Regions from separate parts of the Ovis aries genome. Here region 1 is linked to region 2. A link is a contact called in public Hi-C data. All regions are on one chromosome and are shown on one strand. Each heading gives the region's core, a stretch centred on a gene start, on an enhancer-like site or on the middle of the called end of the contact. The rest is flanking DNA. Distances are from core to core; before and after follow the strand shown. Region 1 holds the start of ZNF281 (zinc finger protein 281). Region 2 has its middle 80 kb from the start of ZNF281.

Evidence for each region. Hi-C and Micro-C count contacts between places; a contact is called where the count stands out from the background.
Region 1: a contact with region 2 is called in a Hi-C map of mixed tissues, with 2.8 times the contacts expected there. The contact joins the promoter of ZNF281 here to the enhancer-like site in region 2. A contact is called at or near these places in 4 of 16 Hi-C or Micro-C datasets (blood and mixed tissues).

What each region holds. Positions count from the first base shown.
Region 1 is chr12:78,564,990-78,568,218 of ARS-UI_Ramb_v3.0, forward strand. It overlaps ZNF281 (zinc finger protein 281), which reads right to left and starts at 1,462. Exons shown (of 1, transcript XM_027976001.3): 1 at 1-1,462. The coding sequence starts at 1,450.
Region 2 is chr12:78,485,152-78,488,186 of ARS-UI_Ramb_v3.0, forward strand. No RefSeq gene overlaps it. Among named protein-coding and RNA genes, the nearest start is that of ZNF281, 80 kb to the right of the region's middle. Within about 2 kb of position 1,305, at least 10 of the 54 cell types and tissues checked have an H3K27ac peak or open chromatin away from gene starts, as enhancers often do.

The DNA.
Region 1 (3,229 bases), core at 212-2,711, 80 kb after region 2:
ACACGATGCCAAGGGAGCTGCTGGGTTTCCCGGACAAGGACTTCTGCCCAACCAGGTCTGGTAACGGTGACACAAAATTCAGGTAGTTCTTATCGGTGCTCTTCCTGCTTCCTTTCTTGAAGATCAGTTTGGGCACCCTTTTCTGGAGTTCGTCTATGCCAGGGCCAACGATGCCTCCACTGGAAGACACGGTCGGCATCTCTACGGAGTAACTCTGCATGTTTATACTGTTGGACAGGTGGGATTCACTCGCTTTCCCCGTCTTGGGCTCCTTGCTCTCAACGGCGAGGCTCTTGGACTTCGCCTTTCTCCTCGAAGAACTGGTATTTCCCTGAGACAACACAGCCAGGCTACCCGCGCTGCTGTGGCCGCCGGAGGACCCAGGGTCCGCGCTGGGCGCCCCCTTGCCCAGGGCCTCCCCGCACGTGCGCCTGTGCTTCAGCAGCCGGTCAGTCCTGGAGAAGTACTGCTGGCAAGTGTCGCATCTGTATGGCTTTTCTCCGCTGTGCGTGCGCTTGTGTCTCTCCATGTGGTACTTCTGGATGAACTTCATGCTGCACTGGTCGCAGCCGAAGGGCTTCTCGCGGCTGTGGATCTTCTCGTGCCGCTGCAGCAGGTACTTCTGGATGAAGCCCATGCTGCACTGGCCGCACTGGAAGGGCCGCTCGCCCGTGTGGATGAGGACGTGCCGGCGCAGGTGGTAGGAGCTGCGGAACGCCGCGCTGCAGTGGTCGCAGACGTGGGGCTTCTGGCTCGGGGACAGCACGGAGCCCTCCCCGTCCCCCGCCGGCGGCGGCTTGGAAGAGGCGCCCGGCTTCCTCTTGGCTTTGATTCCCTGAGATTCTGGCTTTGGCCTCTTGGCCTTCTTGACGCTCGCGTCCGGCTTGGGCTCCTCGGGGCCGCGGGGGTCGTCAGTCCGGCCGAGCAGCACGTCGCGCGGGTGCGGGTGCGGGTGCGGGGCGGGCGGCGGCGGGTGCAGGGCGCTCAGGTCCTGGATGACGCCCGCGCCGCCCCCATCCCCGCCGCCCAGCCCCGAAGCCCGCTCGTCGGCCCCCGCGAACAGCCCCCCGTAGTGGGGGTGGGGGGCGCCCGGCGGCTCGTCGGGGTCGGCCGGCTTCTCCTGCTTGATGCTGACCAGCGACTGCAGGAAGCCCCAGGAGGTCCTCTGCGCCGGGAAGGCCGCGCCGGGCGCCGCCGGCTCCTTCTTGAAAGTCACGTCCGGGGCGGGCGCCGGGGGGGGCTCGGCGGCCGGGGCCGCGGCCGGGGCGGCGGCCAGCACGCACTGCGGGGGAGGGGCGGCCGCGCCCGCCGGCCGCGCGAAGCTGGCGACCGGGGGCAGCCGGTGGTTGAACATCACCATGCCCGGCGGGAAGCTGGGCTCCATCTCCGCCCGCCCGCCGCTGCCCGCGCCGCCGCCGCCGCCGCTCAGGAACGCGCTGCCGACTTTCATGCCCCGGAGCAGGCCTGGCTGAGGAGAGGAGAGAGGAGTGGGCCGGCCGCCGGCCGCGGCGCCCCCGCCCGCCCGCCGCCGCCGCCGCCCGCGCCCCCGGCCCGCGCCCGCCCGCCGCCGCCGCCGCCGCCCGCGCCCGCGCCCCGCACTTACGGGTCCCGCCGCCGCCGCCGCCGCCGCCGCCGCCGCCGCCGCCTCCGGTTAATAAAAATAACGCCGTCCTCTCCACAATGGAATTAAAAGCCTGCGCGGCACTGCGCAGCCGCGGCGCGGAGCCTGCCGGGAGCTCGGCGACCCGGCCCGAGGGCCGCGGCGCCGGCCACCGCGCCTGCGCGGCGGCTTCCGCCCGGCCGCCTGTCAATCACGCGGGCGGTTGGGCGGAGGGAGCCCCCCGGGAGGGGAGGCCCGCGGCGGCAGGGCGCGATTGGTGGGGACGCGCGCGCCGTGCGGGCTGCGGGCTGTGCGGCTGCGCGGCGGCGGCGGAAGGCCGGAGGGGACGCGAGGCTGCGCGCGGCGGGGTCGGCCTCTCCTGTCTCTGCGGCTTGCGGGCCGGCTGTCGCAGCCGAACCCCGGCTCCGACCCGGGGAAGGCTCGGGGCGCCGTGGGTTCTGCCTGCCTTGCAGGGGGCGTCCAGTGCTCGGGGTCCGAGACGGGGCGCTTACGGCGCCCCTCCTGGGCTGGCACACTCTTTGATAATGGGCGCGGACCCTCTGCATTTGTGGGAGGGGCCCGCTTTGAAACCGCAGCGGAGAGAGGTACAGTTGCAAAAAAGGAAAAAAAAAATTGTCTTACTGCCAACCTACCTGAAGGCGACGGGAAGAGGAGACCGCGTGTAATCCAGGAGCGGCAACCTTGTAAAACACGCCCACACACACACTTCATCGTCATCAGATGTGTTTTAAATGCCCGCATACCTTCGCAGCCTGTCTAATGAGTCTGCCGGCCCTGTTGAGTTGCTGCCTGGCGGTCTGTGTTATTTACGGAAAATGGACCGCCAGGCCCCTCTAACAGCCCTCCTCCGATCCACTCTCCCTTCCCTAGTAAAGGATACTGAGAAACGCGGGCAAAATCACTATAATATGTTTTCTTAAGAGAAAATCACAAAGCGAAATCATGAAATCACAGATCAACAAAAATCGAACAAATATATATTCATTGCCTAATATACACACAAGGGAGGCACTCACATTCATGTAAAGCACGCAGAAATTTAAGACAGCAACTTTCTTAACCAAGACTATGTAAATCCCAGACTTTTTTTTTTTTTCCAAAGTAAAACCAGCCCTATGACAATAATTTCTTTCCATGGCACGTTTTAATAATGAAATTACAAGTCCATTGCTTCACTAGTCCATTGAAATTACTAGTCCATTGCTAGTATTTCTAGCCAAATAACTTCTCATGGTTAAATAAGAAATGACGTCTCATTGAAATTTCCCAATCGGAAACTTAAAAATTATTAGCTTATCCTTATGGCATCCGGTCCCATTACTTCATGGCAAATAGAAGGGGAAAAGTGGAAACAGTGACAGATTTTATTTTCTTGGGCTTCAAAATCGATGCAGTGACTGCAGCCATGAAATTAAAAGTTGCTTACTACTTGGAAGGAAAATTAGGACAAACCTAGACAGCAAAAGAGCAGAGACAACACTTTGCCAGCAAAGGTCCATATGGTCAAAGCTATGGTTTCTCCTGTGGTCATGTACAGATGTGAGAGTTGGACTATAAAGAAGGCTGAGCACTGAAGAATTGATGCTTTTGAACTGTGGTGTTGGAGAA
Region 2 (3,035 bases), core at 55-2,554:
CTTCCCACCCAAGGCTCCCACTAGGACCCTTTCTCTGCACGCCTCCCCACACACACATTAAGGCACAACAGGTGACGTGACTATAACTAAGAAATTATGCATTGAATTTGTCTCATGTTCCTCTCAACACTGAGTGGAAAAAAAATAGATGCTCCATAAATACTAATCAATTGGTTAATTAACTGATCAGCTGATGCCCCTTCTAAAGTTATTTATTATCCAAGAGAACCTGGACTTTAACCACTTTGTTCCTGTTTGACCCCCAGGAGATTATTTTCTATTTCAAAGGAGTCTCACAGTTTAAACTGGACTGTGAAAAATGAACCAGAACATGCAGGCAGATACTTCTCAGAATCTATTCCACCCACAAAATTTGCATTACGTCTGATGGTATTTGTCAAACGCCCTCAAGCCCTTCCTATTTATCATCCTCTCCCAGAATAGCTGGAATCCATGCATATTTGCTTTCTGTCCCCTAATAATTATGAATTTTATGGAAACTTCTTAAAGGAATGGAAATGATAGGCAAAAATAGATTCATCTCAGCCCACCAAATGATTGCTTTTAAAGATATAAACAAGCTTAATTTCATCACTAAGAACTACAGGTTATCACATCACATATACCATTAAACAAGTGAGTTTGCCTTGAGAAAGTTCACTGTGCTCAGCTATATGAAACCTAGCATCTGCTTCCTTAAATACTCATATTTGAATTGGCTAGATATGTTTAAAGTAGAAAATGTTATCCAGTGGGGATCTGGTTAAGAATTTGCAAGCAAAGATCCCTGCGTCTCATACTTTCACAGAAAATGAAAGTGATACTTAACTATCAAAATAAAAACCCTCTGAATCTACCTACATGAGGCAACTTCCCCTTTTTCTGTTATTTTTAACCCCCACGAAGTGGAAGAACTGAAAGAGATCTTTCGGTGCTGATGCAAAGAAACTGGTCTTTTTCTGTTCAGAAGTCATTTCTTCAGGCGGTTTATAGCATCTTTGAACAATGATACTTTGTGGTAAAATTAAGTGCTAATCATAACTTGGGAAATTATCATCAGTTTTATAAGTACTTTTGATTCTGCCAATGATTGAGGTCTGTGCATTTCTGGCGTGGTGCTCAACACCCCAAGAAACATTTACCAAATGTTGTCTTTGGATGTTTGTGACCTTTAAAACCCCAGGCTGCCCCTTCAGCCTTGCTCTCCTCCTCCAGGGATGGAGGCCCCATATCCACAGTCTGTGCAAGCGGAGGCGAGGTTACAGACAGGCTCTCCTTTCACAGGGCTTCTCTCCGGGAAAATGGGGCCGCTGCAGGCTGCCGTTTACCCTGCCACCTCTCGGCCTTACCAGAAACGACACCTCCATGCAGAACCGTGTCGCATGCTGCCTCCCCGTGCTATTCATGCTTTTACGTGAGGGGAAGGGAGCTCAGAGACCCTCCTGGAGAGAAAGCTGTGAAAGCCCTGGACCTTCTTTCTGGGGAAAAACGCGTGCACACAAAAATCCTGACCCTGAAGGCCTCCCAAGCTCCCACGCCTGAGTACGCCACACACCCAGCGGCGCAGCCTCAGGTTTTGTGCGATGACCAAAAAAACCTGCAGCGTGGAAGAAAGTGGGTGATCCGGGAGGCTCACTAGAATGCGAGATTCAGAAGGATAATTCTGATTTTCAGTTCAAAATTGGCTGTGTATTGAAAGAATTTTAAACAATAAATAAATAACCTCCATCAACCTTTCCCTGCAGCCGAGAATGTTTGAATTTCAAAGTTAATCAGTGGGAAAGGCTCACTGGGAATTCCAGGTGACATTTCCAACAGAAGCATGATGTTTTGACACCCCAGTGTTGATCTCGGAAGTCGTCCCGGAGCTGACTTTTGGGCAGGTGACAGTCTGGAGCCTGTGGTCTGATCACTGGCTTGGTTCACAGCGATGTCACCTGGTCCTGTGAACACTGTTGCCGCCCAGCCTGCTCTGCTGCCTCTGTGCTGCTCTGAATGGTGTGTGCACGCTAAGCTGTGCAGTGTGTCCCACTCTGCAACCCCATGGACCCTGGCTCACCAGGCTCCTCTGTCCATGGGGCTTCCCAGGCAAGAATACCAGAGTGGGTCCCCATGCCCTCCTCCAGGGGATCTTCCCGACCCAGGGATGGAACCCGCGTCTCCTGCATTGTCAGGCAGTTCTTTACCTCTGAGCCGCCTGGGAAGCCCCTGTTCTGAACATACCCTTTGCTTTCCTGATCTGGAGTCCTCCCCACCGCCCTGCCTCCCATTTCCCACCTAGGGAGGGGGACGCACAGTCATTAGAGCATCTGAGGAGCTGCTGGGACTCATCCAGCTGGTCTTCCTCCCTAATGGGTGATTGGCAGACACCTAAAGAGCTATCGATCCACCCGGCCGGTCCAATGCCCTGGTCTTTCTACCTGTCAGCGTGCCCAAGGTGCTGACCCAGAAACACTTGGAACCCTACACACGTCCCTTCCTCGAGACGAACACTCTCCTCAGGGGGTCTCCTGTGCCCGCTGTAGACTCGGGGAAGAAGTTATGCTTAACATCGCTGGACACAGAACCTGATGGCCCCATCTGCCCGGAGGACAAGAGGCCCTCTCAATCTGCTTTTTGTTCTCATTGAGCTTGAGTTTTATCTTTGCTTTGTTACTCTCATAGCTCTCAGGTAGCGTGTCATTCCAGCAGCATGTAGTATTTTATCCTGAAAAATAATCATCGTTATTTTATGGGTGGGAGAGAGCTTCCCCAACATGCTGTGTGTTGCTACAGCTAAGACTGATTTGACAGACTCTTAGCTGCTGAAGCCATGAGCCTTAATAATGTTGCCTCTAGCCCAAGCTGGGCTGCTTCAGGAGTTTTATTAATGTAATAAAATGTAGCTTTCACAGCTATCTACAGCATGTAACTACAAATGCATATTACTGATATTGTCAGTGTGATGCTTGAGTCTCCTTTTCCGTTAATGGAAACGCTGCATTTTATACATGAGTTATACAAATAATTAACGATGGTGTATACAAGTCTGTCTA